Linked DNA regions of Sus scrofa: region 1 is linked to region 2. The links are chromatin contacts, called in public HiChIP or PLAC-seq maps. All regions are on one chromosome and are shown on one strand. The core of a region is the stretch at or near the end of the contact, and the rest is flanking DNA. Distances in the headings are between cores, read along the strand shown. Region 1 overlaps ZNF366 (zinc finger protein 366). Region 2 holds the start of MRPS27 (28S ribosomal protein S27, mitochondrial).

Region 1 (5,703 bases), core at 1,665-4,164, 78 kb before region 2:
CAAGACTGAGGGTAGAGCGTTCCTCACTCAAAACCCAGGACCCTTCTGAATCCAGGGCCCCATGTGACTGCACAGGCTGCACAACCACGATGCTAGGTCTGGCTGTGTGAGCCCGTGGACCACAGATGGCCTCTTCTCTCTCCCTGTAGGCGCTCCTTTGATTTCCTTCCCGCCTTGCAGAGTGCTTTGAGCCCTTCATTTTAACAGAGCTATTCCTGCCTGCCAAGGGTGACAGTAGAGGCTCTTTGCTCCTCCTCATTCCTTGTGTTTCGTATACTTTTGGGCTTGGAGCCCAAACTTTTGATTAACAGGTGGTGGAGCACATAAAGGTGTTAAAATATGCAGGGAGCTGTTGCATCATTTGTAGTCCCCTAAAAATCCACGTCTGTCTAGTCCAGCCAACTCCCCCCTCCACCTCACCCATGCAGGGCCAGCAGTAGTGGTTTAACTAGGCAGAAAACATCTCTGAAACGGAGGGATATGTCAGGGCAGAGCCAGTACAGGAAAGGGGTTGCAGGCATGGTGATTTGGGGGCACAGAGGCAGTTCTGTTTCTCTACCTCAAGGGCCTCTGGTGGTCCTGAGGATTTAGACGGTTCTTTCTGGCACTAGTGCACAGAAAACGGACAAGATGGGCCAGTGATGCAGTGAGCCAGGCCTCCCTTCACCCCGATGCTAGTGCACCACATGTGGTTCAAAGGGAGGGAGTCTGATTGTCCACTTGAGAGTTCGTAAACTCAATCTGACCTCTCGTTGAAGCTGGATTAGGCTCTGGATATCTGATGACACCATGGAATCCTGTAAGAGAGGGACTTGTAGTGTACAACGCCAGCTCTGATGATGCACTTTAACTCTCCAGTGGGAGGTGGGCCTGGCGCAGGAATTGGACTGGTCATCTGCAAAGGTCACATCTTTCTGGTGGGCAGGTCCTCTCAGACCACAGGAGGTCGGAGGATGCCTAGGAGAGTGTATCTGTCATTTGAACAAAAAGCATTGGGTGTTAAAGTGTTCTGTTTGTCAAACTTGGATGGCCCGTCTGCATTCTTAGACATTTCTGAAATAGGAACAGGTATTAATCATCTTGGTCAAGAGCCCTCTGTCTCCTGAACAGTGCCCGATCATACTGCCAGGTTCTTCGTCTCTTTATACCCATCTCCCTGCAAAGTGCCGCCCACTTGGTCCTCTTCATATCATCACCCTTCTTCACTTCAAAGGAATCTCAGAGGATATCTGAATTTACAGATTTTGTAATGGGACCTGGGTGTTTATAACTAGCTCCAGATCCCACTGTGGGATGGGCCGTTTCCGGACGGTATCCTGTGGACTTTGCTTCTTATTCATGCTATGCTGGATTCTTGGAAGTCTGGCCCTGGGTAAAGGTTGTCAGGTCTGGGAATTAGGAAAAGAAGAGCGAACCATTTGCTCATCACCGTGCAATTCACAGCCCTCCGAGAGGAGTGGCTGGCTGGCTGCGTGCTGATGCTGGAGGACAGGCCCAGACAACTAAATCTGACCTTCTCATGGTAACAGGGAAGAGCTGTTCCCTTACGTGATTGGAAAAAACAGGCAGGCCTTGCTCCTCCTCCATCCACCAAGAGTTGGCTCCATCTCCTTTACCCTAAAACTTGCAAGAAAAGGAGAGTTTTTGAGTAACAGATTCTAATTTCCTGGGATTCTCACCACTAAAAATCCTTTCTAACATATATCCCTCCCCGTGTAGCCACATGAACTGGTTCTCTCTGGCCCTGGCTCAGTGGAAACAGCTGTCCATGGCAAGCAGAAACATTCGTTTGGGATTAAGCTTTAACAATAGGATGGAAAATTCGAGGGGAGGAAAGGTTTCCATTCTATGTTTCTCTCTTTTTTTTTTTTTTTCCTTATAAAAGAAGTTACTGCCCTTCTGGGTTCTTTTGCTATTGGCTCGACTTCTGGACTCCTTGCCTCTTGGAGCCAGCTGGAGTTTCTCCAGAGACCTGCGCCTGTAGACTTAAGCCGTGTTTCAGAAATGTGCTTCCCAGATTCTGCGTAAGCACGCAGAGGTTGATTTGGATGCTCTCCTTGCAGCGACCACACCATAATAGCAAAGAACCAGCTGCCGTCTTTGGGAAACCTGTCCAGGAAAAGCAGTCATCCAGAATTTCCGGGACAAGTTCTCCTTTGAGATGGGTGAAGCCGGGAGCTGCCTATGTTATGAATCACCAGGTCATCTGCAGCCTGGCCTGAAGCAGAGGCCTGAAGGCCAAGGGCAGAACAGATAGAAAAGGATGAGGTCGCCCTGAAAAGGGCCCCTGTCTCCTCCTCCACCAGACCAGCTCCCTTTCCCCCTCCAGCTCTTAGATGCTCCCTCAGGGGAGAATCCCAGTGGGGACTTGTGAGGGCCCAGTGCTTGAAATCAGGGTTCTCAGGCTGGCATGGAGGGGGTTAAGGCAGTGACCAGATAGCAGCCTTTTGGCAGCAAAGCCCTCCTCAGCAGAAGGAAGGATATAGCTGTATGAACTGCCTGCTTAACAATGCCTCGCATGTCCCCAGGGGCCCGCCTGCAAATAGATTTCATCTTGCTTTCTCTTGTACTTTTCAAAGCTTCCTGTTTTCTCACGGTCCTTTTGGACAGTTTACAGTCTCTCTCTCCCTCCCTCCCTCTCTCTCCCTTTGAGGAAAGGAACACCCTTCTTATTAAAAGAGAGAGAGAGAGAAGAAGAATGCAAGGGAAGGGCCGCTTAGCGGAGGCCATTCTCTGTGGCACAGGCTGCAGCTCCCTGACCTTTCCTCGCAGAAGAGGGAAACACAGGCTTCCTGGTGCATCGCAGTCTCAGGAGTGTGCCTGCTCTTGGCTCTGCGGGCCTCTGGCCCCAGCCTAGTGGCTGCCCACTGCCATCACCCTGCCTCCGTGCACAGTGACTGCTTGGTGACTCTGGCTGTTGGCTCTGTTACTGGGACTCAAGGGAAGTTGCCTGAGGCGCCTCTAGGGCTCTGGACCAGGGAGGGGAGGGGCTCCAGGAGGCCAGAATTAGGAGCGTCTCTGAAGATAAGGGGACAGGGCATCTGCCAGCTATTTAAAGGGCTGACAGAAGATCAGAGAGCCAGATACTGGCTCCCCGAAGCCTGCCGTCAAGGATGAGCATTCTCTTTCCATCTGCATTTCTCAGGGCTGCATCAGCCACAGCTGCTTCCATTTCTATTGTGCCTCAAGTAACCTGGCAGGTATTTACTCAAAGGATTCGTCCCTTGGTCCTTCCATAATTTTCCTTCCGCATAATTTGGTTTAAAAAGAAAGTTCCCGTTGTGGCTCAGTGGTTGACAAATCTGACTAGGAACCATGAGGTTGTGGGTTCGATCCCTGGCCTCGCTTGGTGGGTTAAGGATCTGGTGTTGCTGTGAGCTGCGGTGTAGGTTGCAGATGTGGCTCGGATTCCACATTGCTGTGGCTCTGGCGTAGGCCGGTGGCTACAGCTCCAATTGGACCCCTAGCCTCGAACCCTCCATATATGCCGCAGGTGCAGCCCCAGAACAGACAAAAAGACAGAAAAACAAACAAACATAAAATAAATAAATAAAAAGAAAGCACCCTCATCCTCAAAGAGCTTTCTATTTCTGGAATGTAAAATGTACGTGATAGTGATGGTAACAAGAGCTAATATTTATTGAGCTCCTACTGTTTGCCAGGCCCTTTACATGAATCATCTCATTTGATCCTTAAAAAAAGCTTCATGGGAAACTGTGATTATCATTGACATTCTGCACAAGAGAAGATGAAGCAAGTTCTCTGTCCCTCTGGGGTCTCCCCGTTGCCTCTCTGTTCCGACATCTCAAAGCCTGATGCTTGTGCAACCTCTTTTTAAAGGACAGTTCAAAACATTTATTCCCATTTTCAATTACATTTTGAAGTCCACCTTCCTCTCAAAAAGTAGGTACAAAAGTGGCAGTAGATGGAAAAGCTGATATTGAATGTCAGAGGCACACTAATACTGGTCATTAGGGCAACTGAGAGTTCAGGAGGGGATGATGGGCTGCGATGACCACCTGCAAGATGGAATCTGACTCCTCATTTCTTTAGCAGCTTCCTGTGCCACCACCCACCCTGACTTGAATCTGCACAGACCTTGGCAGGAGATGGCGATTCAGCCAGTCTTAATTTGGGCAAGCTCTTAGCTTCACATCTCATGATTAAAGGGGCCCTTGTAGATGACTGCTTTTCCCAGGAAAAGAAACTAAAGGGTTGTTTTTTTGTTTTGTTTTGTTTTTTTTTTTTCTTTTTCTCAAGACTGCACCTGTGGCATATGGAAGTTCCCAGGCTAGGGGTCTAATCAGAGATGCAGCTGCCAGCCTACAACCACAGCCGTGGCAACACCAGATCCTTAAGCCACTGAACAAGGGCAGGGATCGAACCCAAGTTCTCATGGATACTAGTTGGATTCGTTTCTGCTGCGCCACAGCAGGAACTCTAGAAACTAGAGTTTTTGATGCTCACTCCCAACCTTTGTTCTTCCTTCCAATCTAACACCCCTGTCTACCATAATGGTCTGCTTGGAGCTCACACCCAAACCCCACCCAAGAGTGCCATCTTGAATTGACTTGGCCCTCTTTCTCTGGTCTCTCTTCACTAACAGTGACTGGGAGGCCTCTCCAAATTTCACAGACACAAAATAACTCCGTACATTTGTGTACTGTCATGTGAGAACAGTCCTCTGAGAGAGATGAAGAGGCCAGGTGTTCTGGGTAAGGACCAAAGGGCTTTGTGGAAGGGTCAGAGGCTGAGAGGAAGATGTTAGCGTACCTACCACTGAGACATGAATGGTGCCCAAGTACTTCAGGTCCTGAGTTAATTGTCTCTATTCCTGCCACTGAGGATTTTGGTTTGCAAACTAGGGTGTATAGGTTTAGTGGGGGCAAGAAAGAGATCTGGTGATGGTTGCATGTGGAAGTTTTGCATGAAGAAGAGTTATCTTTCCCAACTCAGTTGTTTATTTCCTGACCACGTACTTAGATATTCATTAAGTGTTACCGTGTGTGATTGATACTGAGGTTGGCCACAAAGGAAAGGAAGGTAGTCCTTACATTTCTCAACATTACCTGGAACACCTTTTAGTGCCCCAAGCATCTTTCAGGGGTGGCATGTTGTTTCTTAGCCCTGGGCAAGCTCTCCATTGCTTACCAGTAGGCTACCATAAACCATAAGAGATAATTCTGGTATGTAAAAATAAAATTGTATCAACAGCAACAAAATCAATCACACATCAGATAATGTAGGTGACCAGTCATGTGGTCATCCACAGTGGATCTGCTTCCCTGAGGCTGTAGGCCTTGACTTCAGGAGACAGCATCATTTACTAAAATGATTAAACATCCTCATGTCCCCATCTGCCACTAAAATGTCTCAGGAAGTACAGTATTGAATGAATTGATCCAGAAAACCATTACAGTGGAAAACACACACTCAGCTGTGATGACCCTAAAAGGTTGCTTGTCTAGGCTAAGGAAGAATCCAGAAAATGCCCAGCAGTAGCCCTCATGATGTGTGTGCACCCTTGTATGTCGGGTGGAGATGGGGCAACAGGTGGGAAGGAAGCTGCTACCTTGGGCAGGTGAATTGCAGGATCAGCTCTAACCTCAAAGTCACAGCAGTTGCAGCAGCGACAAGAAGCGGATCATTCTAACAATAGTAATAGTTGCCTTGCCTGAAGTTTAAGGTTGATTGACGTGTCTG
Region 2 (4,903 bases), core at 1,066-3,565:
AGAACAGAGAAAGAAGAAAGAGGAAGTAGAATTCAGGAGGAGAAAAAATCATGACATTGGTTTATTGAAAACTGAACAGAAGGCAAAATTGCACCCAGCCACCTCCAGCCCAGCAGGCTTGTCAAAACCAACTCAGACACAGGGGGACTCTTACCTATTTGTCTCTGGATCTTCAGAATGGAGTCAGGAGAGGTGGCATTTGGAGGCAGCGGAGCTGTGCTGGTTACCTTCGTTTCCCCCTCTGCATCTACAGAGGTGTTTTGCACATAAAAGGATTTCAACAGAGTGAAATGATCACTAACTTTTAAGTTATATCTACTCTTGCAAAGTGAAATGTGGAGTTCAGATGTCTGGGGGGATAAAAAGGTGTTAAAAAAAGACCCAAATGGTCCACATGAATAAAAGATGATACATTTGGGCCAGACCCGTGGTCCACGGACTTTGGCATTTTGACTCTGAGACAACAAAGGTGGGGGACCGGCAGGTGCATGGGAGCCCAGACCTGCCACCATCCCAGCTGTGTCCTGGTTGTCAGCTCTCAGCAGTGTCAGGAGTGAGCCTCATGCTGCTGCCCCTTTACTTGAGTCGGGTCACAGTAAGGTCGCCTCCCCCCCAGGCGGTGCAGTAGGGCACTGCCTTCACATGGGCCTCCCCGCACTCCGACCTCCGAGTGGGTTAGTCAGCTGACACAGAGAGATTTTGAGATTTTGTAGAGAGATATTTTGTTCTGCCCACTCGGCTCCACACTCCCAGAGGAGTTTGACCAAATGGCCATCAGCCAGGTGTTCTGCGATTTTCTTCACTTTATAAGGGAGATGAATCGTAGACTATATGTGGCGAATAGCATCTACTATAGGACGTCCCCCCAAGCTTTTTTTGGAACTGCTGGGCCTAAGCCATACCAACTCTGTGGGCCCCGTTTAGAGTAATGAACAGCTGGTTTCTTTCACCCCCATCAGTTGTCAGCTATACAGTCACACAGAATCTCCAGGTCCTTTTGGTGGTTCCCAAGAGGTTACCTATTCAACACTTCTGAGCAAGGGTTCTGCTCTTCCTCTGCTCCTGGGCCCTGGTCTCTGGCAGGGATGTCTTTCACCACAATCCCAAGCCCAATCCCATTATAATAATTAGTACCTGTGAAGTCTCAGTTTACATTAAAGGGTTGTGATAATGTAAACTTGACCTTTGACCTATTCCTAGAAATGGGCAATGACAAATACCAAATACCAGAATCCCCCTCACTTAAATGGAGAAAGTTCCAAAACTTAGGACCTTCCTGATGGTGGCAGGAAGAGGTAGTCAGGTTGCTGTCATTTGATTGATTTGACTAGGGTAGAAAGACAATGGAAATAATTGTGCCTAATTCCTTTTCACTTCTCTCACACACCCATGTGATTTCAGTAAAAAAGACAAATAGTTCCTTGTTTTTCTTCTTAATTTAGGAGACTCTTTTCCAAGTGAGACAAGGACCAGCTGTTTACCTTTCAGGAAAAGCCGGATGATAGCTTTCTCATCAATCATCTAGTTGATGCAACGCACACACTTGCACTGGTGTATTATCTGCAGAAGCTCATCCTCACGGTTTTCTCTCTTCTAAAAACATCCTTTCAACAGTGGATAATTTTTTAAAGGTTTTTGTGTTTTTGTTTTTTCCCTTTTTGGCTGCCCCAGAGCACATGGAGTTCCCAGCCAGGGATCAGATCTGAGCTTCAGCTGAGGGGCGACTCCAGATCCTTGACCCACTGTGCAGAGCAGGGGATGGAACCTGTGTCCCAGCTGCTCCAGAGACCCCACCAACCCCATTGTGCCATACTGGAAACTCCAATACTGGGTAGTTCTTAATCTGAGTGAAGGCAATATTCTGTATCTTCTCTAAAGTCTGCTGATAGCTACCTTGGCTGTCTAGCCTGCAATGTGGGCTTCGGTTCTCTCTGCATTCCAGAAACGGAAGATGCATCCGAACACTTGCACCTTTTAAAAATGGTGGCTCTTGGCGCCCTCTGCTGGCAACTCTTAAGTTCTTCAGCAGAGAGCAAAGCTTGAAGCTGGCCAGAGAGCCCTGAAAAAAATACCTATAAATTTGTGGTTGTGGGTGTGTGTGTGTGTGTGTGTGTGTGTGTGTGTGTGTGTAGAAATACTCATATATAAGTATGTATATGTATGTAAGCATGTACATTTTAACCTTTTTTGCTCAGAAACCCCTTTGAGGTTTGGCCGAATTAACAGCATAAAACCACGTCTCCTGAAAAGGATACGCATGCGCACGTGCGAACCCACGCACCCAGGTGCCCCGAGCACACGCGCACCACACACACAGCCGCTGTTAACTCCAGAGAGAGTTACAAACATGAGCTCTGGCGTCAGACTGCTGTTCTCACGCACTCCCCAGCATTATATCCATGGGCAGGTAATAACTTCTCTGAGCTGCAGTTTCGTCATCTGCCGAACTGGGGAACAGTCGCACATGGAGTTTTCCTGAGGATTAAATGAGATACTCTATACAAGTGCTTTGCATACGATCTGACCAGCGGTAAGTCTTATGTATTAGCTGTTTTTCCTTTATTTTATGAACTTTAGCTTATAAAGCCCTTTCATAGTTGTTGAATTCCCTGTCCCTGGAGCAGCGATGTGTCACAGAAACGATTCCGCTAATCTAAATTGGGAGTGACATTTCCCCCACCTTCTATGGTGTTATATGGGGGACAAACCCCCTGGTCCAGAAGCCTCGTGTTGAGTTGGTTGCCTAGTTTCTCGTGGCTTCTCAGTGAGCAGCATTCGTGCTGAATTATCTTTGGACGTGCCTGTGGCCATCCTGCCGCCGGCTATAACCAGAACATACTCCTTTGACTACCTGATGTTAATCCAGTAATTTCCAGCCGTGAACCTGAAGGTCACCCTTAATCCTCTTGAACCCTAGTGGCTACATGATGTGTCCCCCTAGGGTGCAGTAGGATACACCAGGAGGTTCTGCTGCCTGGTTGCCAGGCATGTGACTTGCATTCGTGAATTCAAAATCAAATCCAGCTGTGGATAGCAGCCCCTGATGGTGGGGAGGGGGGGTTGCTTCTTCCTTCTTGGTGATATCACTTGTAATTTGACACATGATCTTGCTGCCTGGGACTGAGGGAGGTTTGAGGGATTAGGTGATGCAGTGATGCTGGGCTCTTCTGGGTGAGCAGCTTGGCCTGACTTGGGGCGGGAGAGAGAGCGCTCAGGAAGGCGAGGGATGTAAGCATCATTAACCAGGCCATGCATGTCCCAGGCAGGCCTGCAGGTGAAACCCCAGGTTGCCCTGATGCCTTCTAGGCTGACTCTGGTTCCTTGCACATTTTCCTCTCTGAGCCTAATGAAATGAGGCCTTCTCCTATCCCAGCACACCAGCCTTGCAGGGTTTCAGCTGCAGGGCAGCGATAGCAGCCAAGCGTGGTGTTCTTTTTCCCTCTGAGTCTTCTTCCCTCAACCCTGCCTTTGATCATGGTGGCCGAGGTGCCTGGGAGGCCTTTGGAGGCCACAGGCCTCAGAAGGATCCCCTGCGCAAGGCAGGCAACTAGGGGTGGGGTGGGTTCGAGGTTCTGCAGGGGTTTGACCCTCTTTCGTTCGCACCTTGGAAGTTTCAGCTGGAACCCTTGTGCCCTTCCCCACTCCCCCTGCCCCCCAGTCGCTTCTGTCTCAGATTAGCTGAGTGCTTGGCCTTACGGGGGGGTGGGGTGGGGAATCCATGGCGTCAGAACTGGAAGATAGAGGGGCTCAGGCCCATATGTTAATGCCCCCTTCTTATCAGCCCGGGCTTCCCCTTCACTGCTTCTGGGCTCTGTCAGATCTAAAACGGAGGTAGAAAAAGCAACTGGTTGTGACAAAGTTGTGAGGTCCTTAAGCATATCATGGTAGACAGTCCACAGTAACTAAAATCTGCCATTCATTCATTCTTTCAAAGAATACTAATGGCCCATGATGTGTACGGTGTTATGCTGCAAAGGTACTTTGGGGTCATAGAAGACAAAGGTCGAACACTTCATCCTTCAGGAGACCCTGGACACACTAAAAAGTTCGGTAACAACACAAGGCAACGTACTTTATGGTCAAAATGAAGGACATAGACGATTGGTGCTGTGAAAGACCCAGAAAGGGTCCACTTCTTTGTGTGTGTGTGTGCGTGTGTTTGCACATGTGCATGCACATGCCACTTACTGTCTCTGCCACAGGGTGATGTGAGTTACCCCCTGGACTTATCTGTCCCACTTGGGATCATGAGGTCATTTGTACGGTCATCCATGTACTGGAGCATCTGTTCCTCCTGCAGAATGCAAGTCCATGAGAACAGAGGGTATTTTTTAATCCCCTTCCTTTTAACTCCATGTTAAGAATAAAAAATATTTCAATCAGAATGTCATCAACATTACTCGGTTTTTGTTCAGATATTTCTGAGGTAATGTCATTTAAGCCAGCCTCATTGCTTGATCCATTTTTTGTATGCAATACAGTCAAATAATTTCCTTTCAACATTTTTTTAATTTTTGCTTCTCTGAACTATTTCCACTGGGATCAACTCAAAATGATTGGGTTCACTACACATTTTTTATGCATAATGCATATCCAATTTTATTAATTTAGCTACTACCATTGTGGTTTTTTAAATAGCTATTTTATCTACTAAGTTTAATTTTCCCAAGTCAAATTTGTAGATAGAAATGTTATAACATAAATTTGAATCTTGGGTTAGTTTTGTTAAGCACTGTGCTATTTTGCCACCTGTTGCCTAATTTATGTGGATATGCATATAATTTGAAAACACTGAATAAATCTCTTTTTCATTGATCTTAAATCATAATGCCCTGAGACTCCTGATTCATTGAATCCAGGGCAGGGCTTGGGGTTGAGGTGAGTCAGCATCCGAGTGAGGGGC

What was found. HiChIP or PLAC-seq counts read pairs in DNA pulled down with a chosen protein or histone mark.
Region 1: a contact with region 2 is called in an H3K27ac HiChIP or PLAC-seq map of skeletal muscle. The contact joins the enhancer-like site here to the promoter of MRPS27 in region 2. A contact is called at or near these places in 7 of 47 Hi-C or Micro-C datasets (embryonic fibroblasts, fetal skeletal muscle, fibroblasts and 4 more) and 1 of 2 datasets of contacts at active chromatin or transcription factors (skeletal muscle).

What each region holds. Positions count from the first base shown.
Region 1 is chr16:48,717,587-48,723,289 of Sscrofa11.1, reverse strand. The region is part of intron 9 of ZNF366 (zinc finger protein 366); the gene reads left to right. Among named protein-coding and RNA genes, the nearest start is that of MRPS27, 78 kb to the right of the region's middle. Within about 2 kb of position 2,914, at least 47 of the 83 cell types and tissues checked have an H3K27ac peak or open chromatin away from gene starts, as enhancers often do. A contact at or near this core is called in embryonic fibroblasts, fetal skeletal muscle, omental adipose tissue and 2 more, where this site is marked.
Region 2 is chr16:48,639,983-48,644,885 of Sscrofa11.1, reverse strand. It overlaps MRPS27 (28S ribosomal protein S27, mitochondrial), which reads left to right and starts at 2,315. Exons shown (of 15, transcript XM_021076728.1): 1 at 2,315-2,530.